Regions from separate parts of the Mus musculus genome. Here region 1 is linked to region 2. The links are chromatin contacts, called in public HiChIP or PLAC-seq maps. All regions are on one chromosome and are shown on one strand. The core of a region is the stretch at or near the end of the contact, and the rest is flanking DNA. Distances in the headings are between cores, read along the strand shown. Region 1 holds the start of Csrp1 (cysteine and glycine-rich protein 1). Region 2 overlaps Nav1 (neuron navigator 1).

Evidence for each region. HiChIP or PLAC-seq counts read pairs in DNA pulled down with a chosen protein or histone mark.
Region 1: a contact with region 2 is called in an H3K4me3 HiChIP or PLAC-seq map of bone marrow-derived macrophages, with 2.7 times the contacts expected there. The contact joins the promoter of Csrp1 here to the enhancer-like site in region 2. A contact is called at or near these places in 8 of 39 promoter capture datasets (the 3T3-L1 cell line, 3T3-L1-derived adipocytes, the HPC-7 cell line and 5 more), 1 of 484 Hi-C or Micro-C datasets (bone marrow-derived macrophages), 7 of 115 datasets of contacts at active chromatin or transcription factors (the HPC-7 cell line, bone marrow-derived macrophages, embryonic midbrain and 2 more) and 5 of 9 other capture datasets (adipose tissue, embryonic stem cells, liver and 2 more).

Annotation. Positions count from the first base shown.
Region 1 is chr1:135,724,767-135,731,170 of GRCm38.p6, reverse strand. It overlaps Csrp1 (cysteine and glycine-rich protein 1), which reads right to left and starts at 2,004. Exons shown (of 6, transcript NM_007791.6): 1 at 1,897-2,004.
Region 2 is chr1:135,543,302-135,549,315 of GRCm38.p6, reverse strand. The region is part of intron 1 of Nav1 (neuron navigator 1); the gene reads left to right. Among named protein-coding and RNA genes, the nearest start is that of Gm32940, 34 kb to the right of the region's middle. Within about 2 kb of position 4,360, at least 39 of the 459 cell types and tissues checked have an H3K27ac peak or open chromatin away from gene starts, as enhancers often do. A contact at or near this core is called in 3T3-L1-derived adipocytes, adipose tissue and bone marrow-derived macrophages, where this site is marked.

The DNA of each region.
Region 1 (6,404 bases), core at 755-3,254, 180 kb before region 2:
TTCCCCAACTCGCTTTCTCCACCAGGAGACCCACAGTGAATAAAAACCTGTAAACACTGAAGTCATGGAAAAACAGGTTGGTGATTATTTACGACTCCACTCATCCACTCAGTGTTCGATTCTTGACTGGTTGTTGTCTTTTTTTTTTTTTTAAGATATTAGCTCAGGCTAGACTCCAATTTGTGATCCTCCCACCACCATCTCCCAAGTGCCAGATTACAGTCACGTGCCACCATAGCCACCTTCAATCACCCAGTGTTGATTTACCATGGATCGAGTGCAAACATTACCCTCTCAGCCTGCAACTCTGACCCAGGAAGGACTAGACTGGTTCTGGAGTCTGTGAATTACAAAAGACAACACCTGGACCGGTGCTAGGGCAGGCCAGAGGCAGCTTTTTCACATTTTCTCTGCAGGTAATCACAGAGCAGGAGACCTGCCCTTCAGTTTCTCTCCTACAATCTCCCAAATCCCTCGGCATTTGAGCCTTGGGCATGGCTCTCCTCTCTACCTCCTCAGGCCAACACCACACCCTCTGCAGGATAAACTTACTTCCCTGACAGACCGTCCCACCCCGGATATCCTTGCCAAGGCAAAGGGTCTCTCTGTGCAGTGACAAGCTGGATTCTCCAATGAGGCTTAGGCAGTGCCCAGACCAGCCTCTCCCCAACACAGAGGCCTGGCTTCCTAAGCAGAGGCCTGGTGAGAGGATCAGAAGGCAGGGAGGAAGCCCTAGGGCCCAGTCCTGAAGGAAATCCCCAACCTAGCTCAGAGACAACTGTACTAACAGCCCCAGTCCTCTGAGCTTCTGCAGGATGCCAGGGTGTGTGTGTGTGTGTGTGTGTGTGTGTGTGTGTGTGTGTGTGTGTGTGTGTGTAATATGTGCTCCAAAAAGTACTGGCCCAGAAGAAAACTGAGCTGTGTCACTTGTTCGAGGTCATCCGTGTATTAAGTGTCAAATCTGAGTCAAAACTCAGTCTGCTTGCCTTTCAGAAACCCTGTCACCAAGATTCCAGAGTCTCATGATAAATGTCCCACCAAAGGCAAGTGAACCGCTTGCATGCAGTGATGGTGTCCCATTACAGTGTCCTGTCAAGGTGGGGAGGCCCGTCCATTCATGCACCACAGGAGGTAAGAAGTGGGTGGGACAAGTGGGTGGGATGGTCCTGACATCAAGTACTTGCTCCCAGTCTAGACCCTTGCTCTGACGGATCACAGCAGCACATGCAGAATAGACCCAGACCTGTGCCACTTGGATGAAACACCTGTCAGATAGATAACAGCTTGTTGGCTGACACTGCAACTCGCTCTCAGGCCCTTTCTACTCCCCTGCTGGCTCTTTGAGATCTCAGTAGTCCTCACCTGCCACCAAGACTTTCTTTTCCATCTGGTTCTTTCAGGAAAAAAGAAAACTCATACCTGCACTCTGGGGCTACCAAGCCAGATGCACACACACACACACACACACACACACACACACACACACACACTCGCGGGCACTTTCTCTCAGGAAAAGAGAGAGAGGAAAGGGGTGGCACGGATGTCCTCATCCCTCAGCTTTACAATGAGTGTCAGTGGCCCACAGAATCGCTGATTGTTCTGTAGGACCTGCAGGCGGTGGGGGGCAGGGTCACCCTGGGTCTAGAGCACGCGAAAGTCAGCTGCCCTGGAAGCCCCGGGATGGGGAGGGACCCAGAGTTTTCAGGAAAGGGAAACACTGCCGAGCTAACTCTAGCCACTTCCCACCACCTCCCTCTTGGGATCACTCTTCCTACAAACTTTTCTTGCAAGCGACAGGGCTGCGACAGGACCGGAAAAACCAATAGGCGCAGGGTGCGACCCAGGCGCTCCGGCAGTTGCGGGGACCCGAGGCGGACCACCCGGGGTAACACTCACCTGGCAGCTGCTGGGAGGCGCACGGGCGACAGCTCTCAGGGAAGCGGTGACTGGCTGCGCCGGAGTGCGCGCCGTTTTGTTTCCCCCTCCGGAAGGCGTTTCCCGCGCCACGCCAACCAGTAGGCTTTGCACACTGCACCACAACAGGGCTGATGTCACGGAGAAGCTGTCCCCTCCCCCATCCAAAACCTAGGGTCGGGAGCCCGGGCGTGGCTGCCGCCCCAGCCGTGACTTCTCTTTGCACCCTATGGCGATCTCTGGGGGCAAATCTTTACACAGAGGTGAGGGATGGGGTTAAGAGGTTCCTGGTCTGCCATGTGGGAAAGCGGAGACCTAACTGTGAGATCAGACTAAAGATAAACTTGGGCCCCCTAGGGAAGAGAGTGAAGGTCCTTAAATTTTCGGGTTCCGATGGCACAATGTTAAGGGGACTAACTTGCACTCCAGAATAAGACAAGCAAGGCCCCACTTCCTGTGACTTACTTCTGCCAGACAGCTGGCTTTAGGTTCATCAGTAAAAGGGCTATGTGCCACCGAGATGTGATGGGGGATGAGATACTATAACACCCGGGAGCACTTAGCCTAGCTGCCCTCCTCCAGGGGCTCTTGTCCCTCTGCTTTCCCCATCTCCCTGCCACCCACAAGAGATCATTCTACCGCTCCTGAGTGGATCTTCCTCTGGGCTAACCTACAGAATGACAAACACAGTCTCAAGCCACTGAAAACTGCCTCTGGGGTGATTAACAATATGTGTTACTGGGCCCACCTGCTCCCAGTCCGCAGAGCAGCCTGTCCAGAAATCCAATCCTAGAGGTGAACTGATGCCCCTGGGACTTAAAACGGAAGGCCCACTTTCTTTCTTTCCTTCTTTTTAATTTATTCCATGTATGTGGATACATTGTCGCTGTCTTTAGACACACCAGAAGAGGGCATCTGGAAGAGCAGTCTGTGCTCTTAACCACTGAGCCATGTCTCCAGCCCAGCCCATTTTCACTATGGGTACAAACAGCTCCAAGCAAGAAGCACAACACTTTCCTTGGGACCTAACGAAGTGAAGAATCTGCAAGGAAAACTATGTTCCTAGTAACAGGGGCTATGGGTGGGAGTGTTAGAGCCTCAAAGGAGGCCCTCTTCTATTTCATAGGATAATTACTGTTATTTGTTGTGTTCTGTAAAGTTGTTTTTGTTTTTATTTTGTTTGAGACAGAGGCTCACTGTGTATCCCTGGCTGGCCTGGAACTCACTATGTAGACCAGAATGGCCTTGAACTCAGAGTTTTCCCTGTGACGTTAAGATTAAAAGAGCTAGTTCCCACCATCATTATTCTTTACTATTACAAGATCAAAAGGACTTGAGGACTGCCGTCATCACTGCAGGTTGGATCATTATTATCATTGCTGGCTGAATTACATTATTCTCACCAAGCACAGGCAGTGTCAGGAACTAAGCCACACTCAAATTGCAGCATGATGTCACATGCTGTGTGGATTTGCCTGTTTGGACCTCTCCTGCCTGCCACACTTTTCGCAGAGGAGATGCGTGCTATGTTCATTGGGGAACAGTCACATGTGTTAGGCGGCCATCTCAAAAGTATCTCTAGGTACAGCTTGCTATCTCCTTCACTCTTCCAGGGCTCAGACCCTCGTGGGCTTCCTTTAAAGCCCTGGGGCTTGATTCTGTGGCACTAGACTTGCAATCCCAGCTCTTCTGGAAGCTGAGACAAGAACACAAGCTCAAGACCTGCCTGAGCTACAGAGCTATTGAAAGGCCAGTCTGTGGACTTAGCGAAGCCTTGACTCAAAACAAAAAGGGCCAGTGAATTGGCTCAGCAAGTAAGGGAGCTTGCTGTGCAAAACCCACAGGAGAAGGAATGAGCCAACTCCCAAAAGTGACCTCCGCTCACACAGCTGGCTTGTGAATGCCTACCTAACCAACTGCTAACACCACGCACACAAGCACACACACACACACACACACACACACACACACACACACACAGAGAGAGAGAGAGAGAGAGAGAGAGAGTGTGTGTGTGTGAATGAATGAATGAATAAAATTCAAATACAAAATCAAAAGTAAGCCGTGGATATAGCTCAGGGGTAGAACACATGCTAGTATGTATACAGCTTCATCCCCCAGTTCTGACGTCATTCCCCAGTTTTATAAATAAAGAGAGACAAGTCAGGGATAGAGCTGGGTTGTTGAATTTACTCTCTTCCAGGAATAAAGCTAAGCATCTCATGATTCAGAAGATGAGACATTTATCTGGCCTGTTTTTTTGTTTTTGATTTTGTTTTTCTTTCTCCCATAAGTCACGTCTACCCATTTAGCTCAACTCACCATTCAAGAGAGCCCTACTGTCCTGGTAAATTTTGGTTGTCAACGACCCAGAGTTACCTGGGGCGAGGGAACCCAAGTCAAGAATCCTTTCCATCTGACTGGTCTGTGAGTATGTCTGTGGACTTTTCTTCCCTGCTAATAGTTGATTGGTTAGGAAGGTCTAGCCTATCCAGGGCAGCCCAGCTGTATTTTAAAAGATAGCTGAGCCAGGCGTGGTGGTACATACCTTTCATTCCAGTAGAAGCAGATAGGTCTCTGAGTTGGAGGCCAGCCTGGTCTACAGAGTGAGTTCCAGGATAGCCAAGGCTACACAGAGAAACCCTGCCTTGAAAAACAGTAATTAATTAATTAATTAATTAATTAATTAATTAATTAATTAAGTTAGCTGGGCATGAACCCAACATCAATTAGCACTTTTCCGTGGTTTTTGACCAAGTTCCTGCCCTGCCTTCCCTCTATGATAGAATGTTCCCTGGGAGTAGAAGCTAAATAAACCTTTTCCTCCTCAAGTTGCTTTTGATCATGATGTTTATCATAGCAACAACAACAACAATAAAAACCCAAACTAGGACACTCTCCAAACCCGGGATGTCTGTAAGCATCCAACAGCATTTGGAGAAGACATAGCTATCCCTGTCTGATGTATTCAAGACTAAGAGGAGAAACCAGGAGGATCCTTGGTCTTTCTTATACTTGGACAGGTATGTTAAATTGAGGAACTACAGTTAGCTTTAGAGACCATGGGCTCAAGGCCCAGAGACGTCACTCCTACGGCTGGGGTTCCCCTGAAGCATCAGTACTCAATATCCGGAAGAGACAAGCCTTGGATCTCTGCCCAAGACTACAAGAGAGCAAACGCCTGCATTTCCTTCTTTGGTCTGGGTTTGTCCCCAGTGGCTCTGCTGATAGATCTCCCTGTGGGGGCATACCGATCTGTTCTGTGAAAAGATCTTAGGATGAGCCAGGGAAAGAAAAACAGAAACGGCTGCCGAACTTATATTTCTCTCAGTGGTTCTTTGTTTGGTTGGTTTGGTTTTTGGTTTTTGGTTTTTTGAGACAGGGTTTCTCTGTATAACAGTCATGGCTGTCCTGGAACTTGATTTGTAGACTGGTCTCAAACTCACAGAGATCTGCCTGCCTCTGCCTCCCGAGTGCTGGGATTAAAGGTGTCTTTACACACCTAGTTCTCCGTGCATCTGAAAACACCTTGGCAATAGATCGCTGTCCAGTGTGTCATCTAAACTCGCAGGTATGGTCACCATATTATCCATGCAAAGGCCATGTGTCTATATACACAGCTTAGAAAGACAACTATGCAGATAGTTGGATGGAGGTAAGGGAAGTTAAACAGGCCCTTTTTCTTCTGTTTTCTCACACATGTGGTTATATTGATCTCCTTGCATACTGCCATCTGTGTGGGCTTAGACGTAGAGAGAGCTCACTAACAGATAAGAAACATCTTGAGAAGCCAGGCGTGGTGGCGAATGTCTTTAATCCCAGCACTCGGGAGGCAGAGGCAGGTGGACTTCTGGGTTCAAGGCCAGCCTGGTCTACAAAGTGAGTTCCAGGACAGCCAGGGCTATACAGAGAAACCCTGTCTTGAAAAACCAAAAAAAAAAAAAAAAAAAAAAAAAAGAAAGAAAGAAAAGAAAAAAGAAAAAAAAAAGAAAGCCTTGAGAATGAGTTGAGTCAAAGATAACGTTGTTGTATAAGCCCTGCAAACAAGTGTGAGCTTCACGTGGAAATCACAGTCCAGAAAGCATCGTCAATACTTGGGGTGACACCTATGTCTACATTTCCTTAGGGTGGAGGGACTGGTCCTTGGTGATACTGGTCCTATTTAACTGTGCCCAGTCTGGCTCCATCCAGGCAGCCGTACCCACACCTACAGATGACGTGACCAGACATGGTAGCCAGATGGTCTCTGCTGGGTGCTACAGAGGAGGCTCGACACACACAGGTGAAGGGAGAGGTGACCTCAGTTTCATTGGATTGAAGTGCCTGGGGACATCTAGTGGGCAGTTCTACACGGAGCCAAAGACGGACCGGGGCTGAAGGTAGAGATGTGGGGTTGTCAGTCTGGAGAGAATTTGGGAAGAAGAGCAGGCCCAGAAGCCCAAGGGACACTGCCATTTGAGAGTGGCTGAGAGCCTGCAAAGGAAACTACA
Region 2 (6,014 bases), core at 3,111-5,610:
ATGCTGTCCGTATAGCTGTAGGGGGACCCAGGTTCCTCAGGGCAGAGAGCAACTAGTGAGGGCAGGAGTGGGCAGGGAAGCCTTAGTGCCCTCTCCACTCGTCCCACCTGAGGGATTCCCAGTGAGGGAGCAGCAGGCGAAGGCACGGCTGCTTTTGCTGTACCAGGCTGCTCTGTCGCCCAGGTTCCCAGGCTGCCTCGGGAGTCGGACAAAGAGAATTCTGAATGTTCTGTGCAGGCAGTCATGACTGGCCTTGGCTTGGCAAGCAGGCCGTACAGCCCCGCCTGCCAGGCGTTCTAGGAAGTTCCTCCCAAGGCCAGAAGCTTTGCAGGTTGCTGAGCTGGGACAGAGCCCAGCTGGGGAGAAAGGACTCCCTCGAGGAAGTGTTGGACAGGAGCAGTGGCTGCCAATAAGGCCTGCAAGACTGGCAGGCGGCCCCACATCGTGGAGGTAGAAAATTCTTGGCCTGGCCAATGGCCCATGACTCCCCTGTCTCCTGGCAATGATTTATCTCATCCATCCCAGAGTGGAGGACAGGCCTTATCCTGTGGTCTGTGAAGCTCTGACTCCAACACGCCGGTCAGGAAGAGCCTCGCGTGACCAGCCAGGTTGTCTTTGTTGGCACTGGTAGTTTATTAAGGAAGGAGGCAAGAGAGACTGGAACCTAGATCCCTACTGTGCTATTTGCTTAAACTGTGTGACCTGAGAGAGTTAACTGCCTCTTAGAACCAAACACCTGTAAATGGGGGGTCACTATTATCCTCTCAGGATTGATGTCTTCCAAGGACAGAATGTCTGTCCATGTTTAGGGCCAACTGCTGCACGTAGAACACGCTCAGGAAATGTCCCTTTCTGTCCTTTACTGTCCCCGCAAGCCTTATTCTTCCTTACTGTGGGGTTCTGTGTCTCACAATTGAAAGTCTTTCTTAAAGCCACCAGCTTGGTAACTCTGCCTTGTGCCTAAGCCCTGGGAGGGGGTAGGTGGGCGCTCCTAAGCCTTTATCTAAGGCATTGAGGGTCACCCTGGAGGTGGTGACAGATGGCTGAATCCAAAAGTCCTCCCCCCAGTGATGGTGGCTGAGGATCTGCAACACAGAAGGCGGTCCCAGGAACTACAGTCCTCTGGGAAGCATCCCTGCACCAATGTCAGTTAGCATCAAGGCTGAGGTCGCATCAGATGCTGTGTGGGTGGTATTGGGTTCAGGGAGCTGGAGGGGTGAATAGCTTCCATGGCTGGGGGCATCCCCTTTTTCTGGGGCAACCCTACAAAGCCCAAATTTTACCCTCAGCTTTCTCCCTCAGAATCTTTAAAATCAGTCCTACACCCTCCATTGTCAGGCCTGGTCTGAGGGCCACAGCTTTGCCATCTTGACAGAGTCATTGCCACTGACAGGTTCTGGGAGGAAGGGTGGCATCTTATAGGAACAGGTCTGAGGGAGAAAGGCCCCGTCCTGGGGGTGGAGCTACATGAAAGGCAGCCACATATTTAGCTAGGTTTTAGCTTCTGCTCCTGATTGCCACTAGATCTAGTCATGCTCTTGGCAAGTTTATGTCTGACCCACTTTGGCTCCCAGTGTGAGAACCCTGAGAACCTGAAGATGGGCGCACCCGTATAATGGACTGGATTGTGTGCAAAAGCTGGGACACACGATGTAATCCCACCCAGGGGGCTGATTCTGGAGGAATGAAGGGAGGCTCAGGGCAGGGGGTGTGTGAGACTTCTGGAGAAAGAGCTGGTGGCATTACACAGCCTCATTCCAACGGACTCTGACATGTCACACAGTGCCTAGCACTTCCAGGAATGCTTTGTGGCTAGGCTGCAATGGTTATGTAGCCAACGTGGCAAGGTCACTGTCGAGAACTTGAAAGTGTGGCTAATGCCGTTGAGGGAATTACACCTTAGCTAGCTCAAATATAAAAGGTGTTCAACATTCTTAAATCAGAAAAAAACAAAACAAAACAAAAAACACATATTGGATCTATGGTGAGATAGCCTGGCACACTGGGCTGGCCAAGGTGTGATAGACAGTAGCAAGTGTTGCTGAGGCTGGGCAGAAGCCAGAAAGAGACAGCATACAGACACCTTAGATGACAGTGTAGCCGTTCCTCAAAGTGTTAAACACACAACTACCACATGATCCTAAGCACATTAGGAATATAACACGTATACGCCTAAGCATACACTCAAGAGAAAGAGAAGCAGACGTCAACACATATGTGACTTTCATGGCAGCATTATTCATACTGGGCAAAAAATAAAGATGAAGCCAATGTCCATCAAATGATGGCTAGATAAGCAAATATTATCCACACCGTAGAATATTATTCAGCCATGAAAAGGAACAGAGGGGTGAAACATACTACAGCGTAGACCAACTTGGAAGGCAGTGCAGAGTGACAGAAACCACAAAGGTGTGTGATTCTGTTTGTGTGAAGGATCCTGAGTAGGTGGACCTACAGAGTCAGAAGGCAGACTAGCATTTGCCAGAGTTAGAGGAAGGAGAGGATGGCAGGTGTGTGCTTAGTGTACAGGCCATACACTGGGGGTGATAAAATTACATGAGTGATGATGTACAGACATGCTGGAAGCCATGGAATCATATATTTTAAAAAGTGGACTTTATGGCGTGTGATTGAGCCTCGTCTGCATATCTCACCCTCTCTAGCTCGTGGTGCCAGGATTGGACGAGGCTAGACCATCTGCTTTCACATTTTGGCTTTGCCATGTGCTGCTGTGTCATCCTGGGCAGCAGTCTCAGCTGCCATGAACTCTGGTTTTCTCAGCTATGAAATCGGGGGTAATAAATAGACTGGCCCAGGCGTGTCCTGCAACCAAACAGGGTTCATATCCATAAAGCCTCTAGGACAGTACCTGGTATCAGAGACAGAAGAGTTCGCCACCACCTAGGATTACTGGGGTCACAGCCAGAAATCCCCCAGGCCTCTTCCAGTGCTCTGCATGCCTGATCCCAGCCCCTCTCCTCTTCTTCTGACTCCCTGCAGATGGCTCTCTGCTGTGTAAACTGTTGCTATAACAACCATTCCCTGTTCCCAGAAGCTGCTGCACAAGAGACCTCATCATCTTCAGCGCAGGGTGTCACAGGAAGGCTCTGGGCATTGTTAAAATAGGAAGCATTTCCAGTAAAGGTAAACCTTGAGGTTCACCGGGCAGGAGATCCCATGCTTGCCCTTAGCAGCGACCTGCCCCAGTGTCTGAGACAGGCAGACTGTCTCCTCTGCCGGAGACCTGCTCACAAGCCCAGTCTAGTGTCAAATCTTCAGAATCCTCTCTTACCCTGTTACCTGGTGTTCAAAGGAAAAGGGGTGGGAGGAATTTTTTTAGAATTGTAATAGAAAAAAATAGACCTAGCCAGGTGGTGGTGGCAGCAGCTGCAGCACAGGCCTTTAATCCCAGCACTCAGAAGGTAGAGGCAGGTGGATCTCTGAGTTGGAGGCCAGCCTGGTCTGCCCAGTAGGTTCTAGGACAGCCCGGGCTGCACAGAGAAATCCAGTCTCAAAAACAAACAAACAAACAAAACAAAGAGAGACGGAGAGAGGGAGGGAAGGAAGGACAGACAGACAGGCAAACTGACCTTACAACAGTTATTCCAAACAGGGTCCTCTTCTGGTCTAATTGTCCTGGATCTAGCAAAGCCTTCCCCAAGTGTGAGCCATTGAGAAGTAGCTGTCCCCTGGTCCTGTAAGCTTACTCCCCAAGTTCTTTGCCAAAGGCTGCAGAGTGAAGCTGAGCTGCACACCATTGCAGCGAGCTTTCTGCCTTCAGCTCACTGCAGAGACCTCCTCTCTTCCCAAAAGGATCCTGATGGGGGTCATAATGGAAGGAGTCTGTCCTCCTTCCTCTTCCAGAAAGCCACCCGCCCAAGCACACTGCAAAAGAGCAGAAATGAGACCTCCAGAGAACAGACTCGGACCCCACACAGGTCTCCAGGTTGCTCATTGTTTTGAAAGGCAAGCTGGATTCTCTCTCAAACTTTGGCTCTGAATATGAGCTTGCCAGGGGAGTCTGTGGGTCTCCAGAGCCTACTGGGTAAGCCAGGCCCTGCTCTTAAAGTGGTCCACTAGGAACAGGGCATGCACCTGGGTAGATGGTGTAGCAAAATCAATGCTGCAAACTCTGGGCTCTTCTCCAAATGTGCTAACCTAGCCAGGGTGGGGACTGGGGGTTACGAAGAATGTCTGCCCCAGGAGTGCAGCGCCTGGAAAGAAGCAATCCTAAGCAGAATTCAGAGGGAGAGGCCTTTGGGCAACTTCTCCCAAGCCCTGAGAGCTAGACAGCTGCCCTTCTTACAGCATTGCGGCATCAATGCAAAGGGAGGCTGCAGGCGGCTAAGGACCCATAGCACCCCCGTGTGGTTGTTCTCTGCAACAAGTCCCAAAGACCTGGCAAGATTTTGGTGGCTGTGTTTCCGGAAAGAGAGCAGAGAGCTGACTTGTGCCAGCAGTGTTTCTCCATCACTTTGAGTGGGGATGTGGGGGTGTTGAGCTCTGGTGCTTTGTCGGGTCTCCTGTTCTCGCAACGTTTACACAAATGCAAAGTAGGACAACCCTCTGGTCACAGCACCTGATTTTGGAGCTGGCAACGCAGCAGATTTTTCCGGAGCCACCTCCAGCCGGCTAAACCAAAAACTCTCGGGTTGAGCATTATACAGACCTCAGCCTAGCACAAAGTCACAGGACCACACTGGCAGAGCTTAGTCAACTACACCGCTCCCTTACTTACAGATCAGGAAACTGGGGCCCGGGGAGAAGTCATTTACCCAAGTTCCACAGCCGGTTGATGGTGTTCCCTTGGGACTTTTACCTCAATGAAAATCAAAACTGGGGGGGTGGGGCTGGAGAGATGGCTCAGAGGTTAAGAGCACTGACTGCTCTTCCCAAGGTCCTGAGTTCAAATCCCAGCAACCACATGGTGGATCACAACCACCTGTAATGAGATCTGATGCCCTCTTCTGGCGCATCTCAAGACAGCTACAGTGTACTTACATATAATAAATAAATAAATCTTTAAAAGGAAAAAGAAAAAAAACGAAAAAGAAAAGAAAATCAAAACTGCACATGAACTGGGGAGACCCCTGCCTGGAAAATTCCAGGCTGTAGCTGCCTATATACATCCTTCTCTTATTTAGGCCCAAGTTTGTTTGTAGCTCTAGTTTTTGTCTAATGGCCCCATATAGCCAGTGCGTTTGCTTTTTTTTTTTTTTTTTTTTTTTTTTTTTTTTGTCCTGGCTCTGTCTGGTGCCTCGTGATGTTTCACCCATCAGGAGAACTCCAGGCAGCCCCTTGACTGAGTAGGTTCAGGGTTCTCTAAGGTAAAGAGGAAAAGCCTGGGAGCTCCTTTGGGGAGCAGGGGTGCACAGGGTTTGCTGCACTGCGGGGTTCCGTGTCAGCTGCCTCCTGTATTGTGACTTAAGTGGGAGGAAGAGAGAAATGACGAGATTAGGAACAGAATAAATAGTTTCCTGCCTGCCTGCCTTCTCCGCGACAGTGGGTGTCTCTGGCATGGAGGCCCACCCACCCTGCCCCCTTCTAGGACCTCTGAGGTCAGCAGATGATTTGGGAAGGGGTGAGGAAAGAGGGTGGAGTTGCCCCTCAGACAAGGTTCTGGGCTCTATCCTCGAGCAGGGGAGATCCGTGTCACAGGTCACTTGTCAATTGTTAGCTTTCCCGGCTACTGTGCCCGAGTCAGCGTTTACAGGGGGTGGGGATGAATCCAGTCCAAGGTGACTGGTGCAGATCCCACAGAACTGCCGAGCTTAACCCTGAGCCTCTGGGCACCCTGGGATGAACCTGGGGGTGGCCAGCCTGGCCTGCTCTTGCCGGAGTGGGTAGATTTGTGTCTTTGAGTGGAGGAGAGGGGAGAAAAAGATTCCAATTCCCAGAGACATCTGACCCACTGAAACACAAAGTACTGCTCAACAGGTCCTGGCAGCTGTGTGTGCAACTCCCCAGTGTCTTTCCATTGTTGCAGTGAGTCCTGGGACAAAGTGGCCTTC